3 separate regions of the Mus musculus genome follow, and all the other regions are linked to region 2. The links are chromatin contacts, called in public Hi-C and HiCAR-type maps. All regions are on one chromosome and are shown on one strand. Each heading gives the region's core, a stretch centred on a gene start, on an enhancer-like site or on the middle of the called end of the contact. The rest is flanking DNA. Distances are from core to core; before and after follow the strand shown.

What was found. A called contact is a pair of places that touch in the nucleus more often than the background predicts. HiCAR-type assays count read pairs that join an accessible place to other places.
Region 1: a contact with region 2 is called in a HiCAR-type map of PVALB interneurons, with 3 times the contacts expected there. The contact joins two enhancer-like sites. A contact is called at or near these places in 4 of 484 Hi-C or Micro-C datasets (cerebral cortex, stem cell-derived neural progenitor cells, stem cell-derived neurons and 1 more) and 5 of 115 datasets of contacts at active chromatin or transcription factors (PVALB interneurons, astrocytes, differentiating embryonic stem cells and 2 more).
Region 3: a contact with region 2 is called in a Hi-C map of forebrain, with 3 times the contacts expected there. The contact joins two enhancer-like sites. A contact is called at or near these places in 5 of 484 Hi-C or Micro-C datasets (cerebral cortex, cortical neurons, forebrain and 2 more) and 3 of 115 datasets of contacts at active chromatin or transcription factors (astrocytes, embryonic basal ganglia and embryonic stem cells).

What each region holds. Positions count from the first base shown.
Region 1 is chr8:90,501,363-90,505,929 of GRCm38.p6, forward strand. No RefSeq gene overlaps it. Among named protein-coding and RNA genes, the nearest start is that of Gm35797, 13 kb to the left of the region's middle. Within about 2 kb of position 1,764, at least 18 of the 459 cell types and tissues checked have an H3K27ac peak or open chromatin away from gene starts, as enhancers often do. A contact at or near this core is called in PVALB interneurons, where this site is marked.
Region 2 is chr8:90,656,191-90,660,279 of GRCm38.p6, forward strand. No RefSeq gene overlaps it. Among named protein-coding and RNA genes, the nearest start is that of Gm35850, 83 kb to the right of the region's middle. Within about 2 kb of position 1,736, at least 20 of the 459 cell types and tissues checked have an H3K27ac peak or open chromatin away from gene starts, as enhancers often do. A contact at or near this core is called in PVALB interneurons, forebrain and neural progenitor cells, where this site is marked.
Region 3 is chr8:90,517,917-90,521,984 of GRCm38.p6, forward strand. It overlaps Gm39220 (a long non-coding RNA gene), which reads right to left. Exons shown (of 3, transcript XR_879076.1): 3 at 2,907-3,282. Among named protein-coding and RNA genes, the nearest start is that of Gm39220, 16 kb to the right of the region's middle. Within about 2 kb of position 2,490, at least 36 of the 459 cell types and tissues checked have an H3K27ac peak or open chromatin away from gene starts, as enhancers often do. A contact at or near this core is called in forebrain and neural progenitor cells, where this site is marked.

The sequences.
Region 1 (4,567 bases), core at 514-3,013, 150 kb before region 2:
AATGGAGTCACTTATGCAGAGTGACAGGATTGGTTCAGAACACGGCCTCTTCTGTCTCCTAGGCTTAAGTGAAAACACCATACGACCTTGACCAAGCTAGATAATTTTTCAACTTTTGGAACTATTTATTTGCAGTTACAATAACAACAACATCTACCCCCAGAGGGTTATTGTAAAAATATAATGTAATATTTATTAAGTACAGGCTCTGGTACATGCTAAGTCCTTAGAAATTTTAACCAGCAAATATGTGTCATTCACAAGGTGTGTGTGTGTGTTGGGGGGGTGTCTTTTGAAATACAAACCAGAAATCCCCTGTTGAAACCTTTAGTGTTTGATCTGGAACATCCAGGGGGCTGTAGTCGAGTATCAGTGATTCTGTGGCCCTCTCAGACTAACATGGACAACTTTGTGTGGAAGGTCATGTAGATTCTCTCTAGGAGAAAAGGGAACGGTCCTCCTAAGTCCTTGCTGGCACCCCTCCAAGGATAAGGGCACCCATTTGGAGACTGTGTCTTCTGAGAGACAGAGTTCTAAATCTTCTTCCACCAAGACAGCATGGGTGCCAGCTGCTGAAACTCTTGGTGCTTACTTGTGGCATCCACACAGAACTTTTCCGGGGAATGGTCTGTCCTGAATAGCTATGCTTCACTCTAGGTCCTACTCAGTTCTGGGCTGCCTTACTGGTCAGTCTCAGTAAGTTAGAGCAAGACTAGCCTAAGTACCAGTTGATAAACTCATCAACACATTTTGTCACCGAGCAGTTTGCCTGAATGAAGCACCTGGATGGTGTGAGAGAGGCAGGGCAACTTCAGTTTTAAATGGCACACTGAGAGCTTACTCTAGACGAGGAAGAAGGAAACGTGTCCATGGAAACAGGCCCAGGAGTGTTCTACCAGGTGCTCCCACAATGTCTCCGTATCTCCTTTCTGCTTTGTTGTGATTGGCTTCCATCTCAGATAGTCGGTGGCCAACCATGAAGCTCATCAGCTTAGAGCAAAAAGAAACAAGATTTCCTCTTTCCCAATAGATGCAGCAATGTCCAAAATAGAGTTCTTGCCCTTCCTGGCCTGGCTCACCTGAAACCAAGTATCATAGCAAAGGAAAGAAACAGACTCTGATTGGCTGGGCCTGTTCTCACCTCCAGTATCAGCGGACCCAGTTACTCACATAGACCTATGGAGACTGACACACTAGAAGTGGGTGGAAAGCTTGGGTGCTCTTACTGAAAAGAGGAGGAATAGATGTTCGACTACATAACCGTTTGTTAACCTGTGACCACTCATCTTAAAGACATATACTCCAAAGCACAAGAGCTAGGATCCAATGCAGGCCCAGTCATACGTAGCTCAGAAAGACCTGGTGCCCAAGTCCAGGTGAAAACCTTCCAGATAAAGTCAGGGATGTCCGCAGCCTCTCCAGCAAACAAGCCACACAGAGGGCTACTCCTGTTCCATGTCCTCTCAGTATCTAAGCAGTGTGCTTCTCAAGGCTTGTGTTAGCCTGTCAGAATGAAAGGAGTAGCATGTATTTTGATTTCTGTTACAAACACGTTGTTTCAGAAATAAAGTTGGCATGGCAGGAATCTTGGTTGATTTAATCTCTGACATGGGAAGCTCATTTATAGCATCACAGCCTTCTGAATGTTTAAAAACTCAAGTGTTATAAGCCTGCTGTGCTTTTCCTGCAAAGTGCAAAACAGCACTAAATGAATAATACCACCTGGCCCAGCAGCACCAGCAGGATCCAGCATCAAACATAGGTTCAGTCTGTTCCCGGTGTGTGGACTTCCCTCTGCTGGGGCTTCAGTCATCTTGCAGAAATAGTCCCATGCCAAGGAGATCTCTCTCTCTCTCTCTCTCTCTCTCTCTCTCTCTCTCTCTCTCTCTCTCTCTCTCTCTCTCTCTCTCTCTCTCCCTCCTTCCCTCCCTCCCTCCTTCCCTTCCTCTCTCCCTTCTTCTCCCCTTCCCTCCCTTCTTCTCTCCCCCTCCATCTCCTGAATGCAGAAATTCCAGATCAGCTGACTCATGCTGCCTCTTTTCCCAAAATAACCTTTCCCAAAGCAGCTCTCCTCCAGATGCACAGCTAGAACGTTTGATCTTAAAACAACCTAAGATACTCCTGTTTTCCCAGTAAATGTGGGTTTTACACGATGTACCCCTCCACACCACCTCCCTACACCCAAAACCCCACTCACTCTTGGTAAAATTACATGCCTATATAGGGTACTCTAGGTATGTAAGTCTATCTTCTTATTACAAGAGAAGTTTATCACAGGCAAGTTCAGACTGAAGTTGCTTAGGTGTACATAAGCCAATCAGACATTGGCATCTTAGGGAACAGGATATCACATGACACCTGCAAGATAAAGTTTTATATGAATTTATAGGAACGTGTGAACAGCACAGGATCTGTACTCTTCCTAAGCAGTGTGCTTTTCCAGGCTAAAGAAATAATGTTTCTTTTTCTTTCCTTTTTAATCTCACTGTCAGAGGTTACAATTTTGACATTTAGACAGAAAACAGATTGCTTATAGTTTAGAAGCTGATAGAAACTCTTTCTAGAATCTAGCTACAAAGAAATCCACATCAGGGATTTTCAGTAAAGAATGGGACACAGAACAACTAGGGCCTCTCTCTTACACTCCTCATCACCAGTGGAATTAGGGAGTCTTCACCCCCTAGAGCTTCCAGGGACTAAACCACCAACCAAAGAGTCCACATGGCTCCAGCCACATATGTAGCAGAGGATGACTTTGTCAGACATCAACGGGAGGAGCGGCCCTTGGTCCTGTGAAAGGTCGATGCCCTTTGGAGAATGCCAGGGAGGAGACAGGAGTGGGTGGGGAGATGGGTGAGAATCCTCATAGAAGCAGGGAGAGGGAGAATGGGATAGGGGGTTTCTGAAGGGAAAACAGGGAAAGGGGATAACATTTGGAATGTAAATAAATAAAATATCCAATAAAAAAGGAAGTCCTCACCCAAAAGAGGTTCTTAAAGATGAGCCAGGGACCTGCAAGAATAGCATGAAGGTCTGAGGTCAGTTCTCTTTGGATACAGCCCCTATACCCATGCATATTCTCCTAGCATTAAATGGACCTGGTCGGTGGGTTTTACAAAATAGTACATGAAGTTGAAACAGAAAGCTGAAGAGAAAGGAGTATGGGGTGGATTTGTTCAAGATACATTATATTCATATATTAAATCTTCAAACAATATATTTTTAGGAGGAGGATGAGAAGAAGAAAGATGAGGAGGAGGAGGAGGAAGAGGAGGAGGAGGACTCTCATGTGTCGGCAAAGAACCCAGGCCCCAGTTCTCCTATGTCTTCTCAGTCTTCAGCCTCTTGGCGTGACGCCCTGTGCCAAGGCTCCTAGTGTATCCATGGAGACAGTTTGTCTTCAGCACTCATCAGCTTCTTCCTAGAACATTGTTTTCAAAGTGACAAAGATTTCCTTCTTGATCAAATCTGTGCCACATACACACACTGACCGTCAGACTTTAGCAACTATTTCTAAATCAATACAGACACACCCCACTGCCCTAGTATCGGAGCACCTTCCACATCTGCTGAGATTCCTCAGTACCCACAACTCCTAGGAGCTGTGTGATCACCTTGTCTATTAATCCACACAGCTGGATTTCCCTTTATAATTTTTTACCCAATACTCATCCCACAACCTACAGTTGGCTGTAACCTTTCCTTTTGTTTTGAAGGTGAGTCTGACCTCTGTTCCACATTACAAAATCCCACCAGAGTTGCCCCCCTTGAAGAAGTCCTCCCATTCCTTTAACTTGCAGAATATCTGTACTAGCTATTATATAAGTTGCCTTGGTCCTGGTGTCCTATCACAATAGAGACCCTGACTAGTACAGCACCTTCCTGCCCTTCTGAGCAGCCCTTGGCAACCTCAGGAAATGTGCTGCACTGTTCTGTGCCTCAGTTTCTCTATCTGTAAGATGGAGAGAAAGTAACACTCTATCATGCAGGTGTGAAGATTAATATAGCTAATATTTCTATCTCAGGAGATTGCTGAAATAGAGATTGCTTCTAGGAGTTTTTTTTAAATAGAATTTATATCTATTTATCTATCATCTATCTATTTATCTATCATCTATCTATTTATTGTTGTAGTGAAAGGGAGAGTCATGTGTGTGCTGTGGTTCACCTGTGAAAGTCAGAGAACTTGAGAGAGTGAGTTCTGTCCTATCATGAGAGTCTAGGCTGTCAGCTTGGCAGCAGGTACCTTGACCTGAGCCATCTCACCAGCCCCAAGACAATCAACACATTCAGATTTTTCTCAGAGACCTTAGTGTTTAATACCTATTTGATGTCTATTTTCCAGGGGAAGGAGACACTGAAGTGCATAGTTTTCTCTTTTCAATGTGTAAATTCTGGGGATCAAACTAAGATGGTCAGCTTGTCAGCAAATGCCTATGCCCACTGAGTCATCAGACCTGCATACTGAGAATGATACAGGTATACATGCATTTTCAAATGAGAAAATGTTGTCACCAAGTGGTTAGGTGACTTGCTCAAAGGGTCACAAAGCTAGTGTATAGCCCTG
Region 2 (4,089 bases), core at 486-2,985:
TCTGGATACTATTTTTAATTTCTCATTGCAAGCTCGATTAGAAGATTCTCTAACATGTTTCAGAAAGCAACAGGAAGTAATGAAAATAAACTTACAGTAGCTGGAATACAGAAAATAAAGAGATAACACCCCTTGATCGTCGGGAAGCACTGATTTCCGAGGAAGGGCTATCGAGTAAAACACAGCTTTGTCCTCATCCAGGAAGGTACTGTGGGTCTTGGCCACACTTTCTATTTATGGCTATGCAGATAGGTTGGCTTTATTTTAAAGATTTTTTTTAAAGGATTCCCTTCATGTTAAAAGAGGTTTGGATGAAATGAATCTGTTAGTCTCCCTAGCTCTAAGATCCTGTGTTTTTATGACAGTAAACTCACTCAAACAGCTGTTGTTTTTTAAATAACTAATTAGCAGTACCATAGTTGGCTACTAAAGTTAATTGAAGGGGGAAAAAAGCCAAGTAATAAATTACTTCGACCCATGTGATTGTTTCCTTGTTATAGAACGACAGTAAGTACTCGGAATGGGGTTGATTTGTTATTAAGATCATGATGATACCTACCACTACTCATTGTTATGCAACAGAAACTTTGCTTGGGTTCCTGCCTTAATCTTCCCTGAGTCCATTAAGTAGATCATATAATTTCCCCCATTTATATGTCAGAAAGGCTCAAGAGGTTAACTGAATTTCCCCGAGATTGTAGATAAGTGACAGAGCCAAGATTTGAATCCAGATTGACTTTATGCCAAAACTTTTGTTCTTCTCCATCATACCATACAGACTCCAGACTTAAGGACAAACTCCGCTCATGGGCACAAGCCAGTTTTAATCTACCCTTTGATGACTGACTGACTGGTTGACTCTTTGACAGATCAAATACCTTCCATGCCAAGCCTCCAATAGGATAAGAGAAACCAATTTTCCCACCATTCTCCACTCTGTACATTTGAATAAGTCTTTGTATTTCCCTGCAGGTATAAGACAATGCTCGTTTAAAAGGGATCAGAGATCCATATTTGTCTTTACCCGGTCTCATCCATGATTCATTTTTAACAGAAGCAAGCCCCTCCTCCCCCTTCCCTCTGCCCGTTCCTCGTACATAGCTATATTGCTTGGCTGACTGCACGGATCCTTTGACAAAGCATGTGTCACTCTCACAGCTAATAGATTGATATGATAGCAAACAAATGTCTTTCCATTTGGAAGAATTTATACTTGAGAAAACACCTTTCCCCCAGGACCCTCTACTTATCCATGAGGATGAATCATGGGGATGGGTACAAGACAATCCCTACAGAGAGGTTTTTCAAAACCAGCTTTGATTGGTTGGCCTTCAGCTAGGTTTTTTTGCTTTTTTTTTTTTTTTAAGCACCTACAAATTAGGCATGCCGATTATCTTTTCAAAGTCTTTCTGGCTTTGTTCATTTTAATGGCAGAATAAGACAGCATTTAGACCCAAACACTTTCCCGGCAGTGTGCAAGCTGGGCCCTAAACATTTACCAAGAAATCGTCCCAGGGTCCAGTCGTCTTTCAAACAGAAACAGTGTTTAGCTACATAGAAATCACTTTAGGACAGAGCTGTTCCAACAGTCGCTGTGCCCACAGAAAAGGATTCTATTTTGGCTAGCAAATACTTGCAAAAAAAAAAAAAAAAAAAAAAAAGCCTTTCTAGCTATCCATGGGAAAGGAGTGAGTGCCCCCTGGTGAAAATGTGGGAAACGCTTCCATATGTTGTTTTTGGCTGGCAAGAAGGTGCAGATGTCTTCACAATAAAAATATACTCGCTGAGAGTGCTCATATCCTTGAGAAGAGCTGGCACCGTTTGCAGGACTGGATCTAAAGGTGACAAAGGCATACAAAGGAAGCAGGACAGAGGGCCTACACCAGAACAGACAAGTTGGAGCCACAGGTGAACCCGAATTTAAGTGTCTCTTTCTGGCTTCACCAAACCTACCCTCCATCTGTCTCCACCCTCTTCCTTGTCCAGGGGAGCCAACCTATAGGACTTTATTATGTATCCCTTGGCCTTCTGCCCTCTAGTCAGGTTTACCCAAGGGGAGGCACTGGCTGGTGATGGAGGAGGAGGTATAGGAAAATGTTTATTCCCAGGCTCCATCCTTCCAGTACATTTGGAAGGTACTGTCTCCCCTTTCCCCTGCCACCACCACTGCCCATAATCTCAGCAACTCCAGACAGCTGTTCTATATAACTTTCTCTTGAAGGTCTGGTGCCCTTTAAGCATATGGTGGTTAGAGCTCCTCACTGTTGCTGGCTTGAAGTACTTCACCATTCTCCCAGAGTTCCCTTCCTGCTACACCCACCTTGGTTAAAACAAAACAAGTTCAGACAGCAAAAATGCACACTGACAACCTTTATCAAGGTACCATCTCCTTTCCAAGTTTATCCTGACTGGTGCACATGCCACGATTTCTATAATATGCCTTTAAAATGCAGGTAGAGTGCTACACGCATAGAAGCTCAGAAGGAAGCTGGAAAGGATGCTGAGGCAGGAGGATTGTGAGTCTGGGGCCCAACTTGGACTGCGTAGCAGGACTCTTATCTCAGACAAATAAACAGTAACAACATACAATATACACAAAACATAAATGCAATAGACATCTAGATTTGTGTAGCACCAGGGACCCCTAAATCTCCCAGTCATTGTAGGCTCCAAATCACCTGGACAGAAGTGAAGTTAAAAAAAAAAAGAAAAAAGTATGGCCAGCTGTACAAAGGTAAGGCAGAAATCTCAGTGGTTTTCAGAGTCTTACTTCCTTCCGTGGCCTGTGACATCTTTAGCTCAAAGTCAAAGCTCTGACTTTGTTTTGAGTAGGACGAAGATTCTGTTTACATTTAGCCTTCACCCATCTCTCCAGGGTGAAGAGAGAACAAATTGTCCTGTCAGGAGAGATCCGTGAGATTAAACAATAGTGTGTTGGCTCTATGGTGCTAAACTGTTGAGAGTAGAGGCTCTGCAGACCCAAGAACAAAAGGACAGCCCCCTGGTCTGTAACCAGGGCACCAGCCCAAGGGTCTGTTCACTGGCAGGAACACACAGATGTAGCTGGACCCTGCCAGTCCTCCACACATCCGGACTTTCTGCATGATTCCATTGTGAGGCTGTCATTCCGGATTGTGCCTGTGAACTCTCTGCTGCTGGGGGTGGAGAGGAGGAGGGAGGAGCAGAGGAGCTAGCATGGCCTTAGGCTTTCAAAGCTGGGCTCCACTCCCAGTCTTACTTCTCCCTTACTGTGTGATGGGGAACAATGTTAACCCTTCCAAGACCCTTCCCCAACCTCCCAGTGAAGATAACCACAGCATCAATGCCGTTTACCCACCTAGCTGGTGTCATGAACCTGGGAGAGCAGGACCTAAAAATGAAGCAAAATAAAGTCGCATCCAAGATTCAACTATTCAACTTTATTCAGAGCATCGGACAATTTATATGCTGAGGGTTAAGAAGAGTCACCTGAGTGAAGTGTCCAATCACAAGGACAATGCCTCACATGGCAAAAGCATGTTTTCCCCTGAGGAACATGAGTGACAGCACATGAGGTAACTTCACTCCTATCCACTGCACCTGGGAAGAGCACAAAAACACATTTCAAGAACAATTTTGTGTTTTGAAGAAACCGAGGTCACAAGACTCTCGTCTTGTTTTGCTGGAGTTTTCTCACTAGCAGTCAGATTTCTCACATGACTCCGCTCTTGGGCTGTTCTGACACAGTGGTATGAAGGGTAAACAGAGTCATAAGAAATGAAGTGTGGCATCCCAAACACACTGAGGACATCTGTTGTAGAAGACTTGGCTTCATCCTCCTAAATTCTAAAGAGGGCATAGGCCTCCACCTCTGCACTGAAGTTCAACAGTCAGATCATCATACAGAAAATGGGTTTGAGCTAACAGCTTGAGTTGTTTTACATCCAGAAACGTTCTCCTGGGCCCGTAAGATACCACTAAAGCCTGACAACCTAAATTTGATGGCAGGATCCCATAGAGGATGGAGAGGAAAGCAACTCTTGAACGTTGTTTCCTCCTGACCTCCATACTCAGGCTGTAGCACCTGGATGTCCATCACGATGATGATGA
Region 3 (4,068 bases), core at 1,240-3,739, 140 kb before region 2:
TAGAACAATAACCAAGGCGTGAGCACTGGTGCAGCAAGGGAGAAGAAGAGAAACAGCAGCTCAAGTAATGGAGGTCCAACATGATCAGCTGCCTTCTGTACACCAGCCCCAGACTCGAGTAGCCGCTCCCCCCTCCTCAGGTCCGCTCTCCTCCACACTGCACTGTGCTGGGATATGGCTTTATGTCCCCCAAGACTTCATGTGTCGAAAGTTAATCTCCCAGTGAAATGTTAAGAGGGTGGGGATTTTATCTAAGTACAGTATTTATAGGTGAAGCCTTTGGAAAGTGATTGGGATAATGTCATTAGGGTGGATTAGATAATGTCATTAGGGTGGAATGGGTGACTCCATTGATTGAACTCTGATGGCTTTATAAAAAGAGAAAAGGTTACATGTGCATGTATGCACACATATGCACACACACACACACACACACACACACACACACACACACACACACACACTTTCCTGAGATATCCTGAGCCCCATCAGAACTATGCCAGCAAGAAACCTAGAAGCTAACTCAACATGTTCAGATGTTAGCTTCTCCCTCATTGAGTTTCTATTTCATTTTGTAGCTCTGGCCTACAATCTCACTCACCTTAAAAATTCCTTCTGACACTGAAGTGAAAGCCCATTTAAGATCATACTTTTTAGGTTGGAGAAATAGCTCAGTGGTTAAGAGCATTGACTGCTCTCCTACAGGTCCTGAGTTCAAATCCCAGCAACCACATGGTGACTCACAGCCATCTGTAATGGGATCTGATGCCCTCTTCTGGTGTGTCTGAAGACAGCTACAGTGTACTCATATACATGAAATAAATAAATCTTTTTAAAGAAAAGATTGTACTTCTCCTCTAAAGTATAAACTGATGCTGCTTAGATCCTCTTCCTCCTGCCTACTGACCTGGAAGACACAGACCTGCGTCGCTGGCTGTGGCAGCTTCTTTCTCTACTGTACCGGATGAATAAACCTCGTTTTTATTTCTCTGCTTGTTAAAAAAAATCAAGGTGGGAAGACATTGAGTCTTCTATAGACCACTAAGTTTTTCTAAATTTAACCTAGATTATTCACATTTACTTACAGCAAAGGCATACAAAGAGAGCAGCTACAGTCAGCTTCATAGTGACAAAGGTCATTTTACTATTAAAAAAAACTGTAAAGAAGATACCCCCAAAGTATCTTTGCCTTAAAAGTTTATTTTTTGCTTATTAGAAAAACTTGCTGACTTGGCCTTTTCTGTAATTGTTGTTGTTGCAATAATGATGAAGATCAGAGCCTTGCATACACTGAACAAATACTCTGCTACAAATATCCTTCCCTGCTTGATTGGTCAGGTTGACCGGTTGACCGTGTGCTTAAGTGATGTTAGAAACCTTATTAGGGATTAGCACAAGACACAAAGGAAGTTCTTCAGGACCCCTCGCCCAACCCAGACTAAGTTCCACAGCAGCCACTTCTCTTCCTGAACCTCAGTATGTTCATCTGACAAATGGGCACAGAAAAACACTCTCTGCTGACTATCACGGTTGTTATGAATGTGAAGTGACAGGCAGATGCAGGTATCTTCCCCAGTCCCTGTTGCTGGAACTCACTCTGCTCCCTCCAGAGTCAAGGCAGCAATTAGGGATCTCTGAATGTTTTCTCTAACTCTCTGGCCTTGACTGGCTTAATTCAGACCCTGAACATTAGTTTAACAAAGTGCTTTCATGTTTATTATATTGGATTAGCAAATTATAAGCTATCATGTGAGGCTATCGAGAACACCCGAGCAAATGGTTTTCACACGGGGAACCGGCGTGTTCTCACCATATGGGCTTCATTTATTACAGCTTTGGACCTGGAGCTTAGGGAGAGCCAACCTCTTTACAGAGGGACTCCTGAGGCTTGGTTGCTAGGAAGCTCCAAAAGCTAGTGTTTTTAATGAGATTTAAAGTATCATAAATTATATATTATTTTCTGCACTTAGGACATTCATAGCTCTTTGGTTGGTTTCGTGCTTCATTTCACATAGGTGACATATAATCCCTTTACACACAAAATGCCTGGCATCGGAATTCCCTCCGAAGTCAGAGCAGAATTACATTTCAAAATTTTGTTTTTCCTCCTTAAAAATAAAAGCTGGTCTTTTGTCTTGCTTTGTCTCCCTCACATATGTCCAAAGCAGACAGTGAATACATATTTATTTTCTTAAAAAAAAAAAAAAAAAAAAAAAGAATGCCCTTTCCTAACAACAATGACTCTAGTGAGTATTTTGTGTTGAGTCTGGAGCTGCCGTTAATAAAAATTCTCATAATTCCATTTCTAATGAGTCAGTGCACTTCTGCAGCTTAATTCCACAGATGATTACAGAGGCAGTATTTAAAGAGACTGCTTAGTCACTACCCTCCCTCACCTCCCCTCAGTTCGCAGCATTAAGTACAGAGGCAGCCATTCCACAAAAGAAATTCAAAAACTATCTGGTTTAACTGCCCAGCTTTAAGGAGGCCAGTCATTATGCAAATGAGATGCCCGCAATTGGCTGATGGAGGCACTGTCTATTTGCATAAGAAAACACAGCTCTCCTCCATTCCAAGGGCCAGGGCACGCTTCTGCCCAAGTGGCTACCAATAAGACAAAAGAAGGTGATTCTCCATCATTTTTTTTGAAAAGGAACTTTAAGATCTTTAGAAAACAATGGGCTTTGGACCAGGCTGCCTTTTTAGCATCCCTATATGACACTTCTCAAACGGTACTTTTTACTTGGCACATGAATTATGTTTTAGAGACACAGGGCACCTTCTGGAACTTCAGGGCTCTTGCATTTAATATGTTTTACATTTTGCTTCTAAACAAATTCAGGGTTCTTTTGAGGCATGATTGATCAGCTCTAAAACATTTTTATGAACATTTAAAAGTGGAGGTGTGAGACATCTGAAGGCAACATCGTGTGCAAGCTAAAGGACAGCCATATGCAGGCCTGAGGGCACTGGCCTTCCACGACATCTTCCGTAACAGTAGACCACCTCTCCAAAGGCTTCCTGTTGCTCAGTTCTTGCGCTTCTAAGAGCTGTTGGTTGCAGGTTTCCATTCTTGCCTGCTGGCTGTGTGTACGTCCTTGCTGACCAGTCAGAAATCTGGGTCTTACTTAGTATCTGTGTCCCACATTCCTTCCGTTCACCTCGAAGACAAACGTCTTTTCTGACTGCATACTGCTTCAATGGGACACACGGTACCAGACACATCAACTTAGGAATCAGGTCCTTCAGCTTCTATACCAGAGTAGAAGGACAGCAGAAGGGCTAGAACAAATGGCAAACAGAAGATAAAGGAGTTTGATGGCAGATTCAAAGGTGTGCTTGAGCTAGAAGGAAGAAGCACGCACAGGCAGATTTGTACATATGCATATATATGAATGCATCATGTACCTGAATCATTATATTAGCTATATACACATAAGAGATCCCTTGCTTGCTTTTGCTATATTTTCTACAATTATCACTCACTGCAAATTTTGGGTACTTTATTTTTGTTGAATTTTTTTTTAATTTCCTGCTTAAGATTCCAGCAGGTGTGGCTGGCTATGGAAGCCTGGATACCCTGGATACCAAGCCTTTGGACTCTGGTGTCCTGACGGTAAAGGAGAAGGCTGACTGCGAATCTTTTCCAAAGCGCCTGTGTTGAGTCATCTATGAATATCTGATTCATCCTGAGGATAAAATAAGAACAGGGAACCGTAAGGACAAGAGATCTGAGCAAACGTTCGTCCTGATGCTCGCCAGAGCTAAGGCGGTCAGAGCACTTGGAGATCTTCCAAGATGTCCTCTTGTGAGGATTATTTGAAAGAAACTTCCTGCTCTGGGTGAAATGGCTGGGGTTGGGGTGGGGGTGGGAGATGGAGTGGGGAGTCCTCTCATTTACTTCAATCCCTTAAATAAAGAGTGAGAAGCCCCAGTGAAAAGGTGACTTAAAACTTCCACATCTTAAGTCTTTCTAGAGAGAGTCTAGAGCATATACCACCAAAGAGGTGCTCTCTTTAATATTAAATCATTCCCCACTTGACCCTTAAATTGGATGGCCATTCCTTA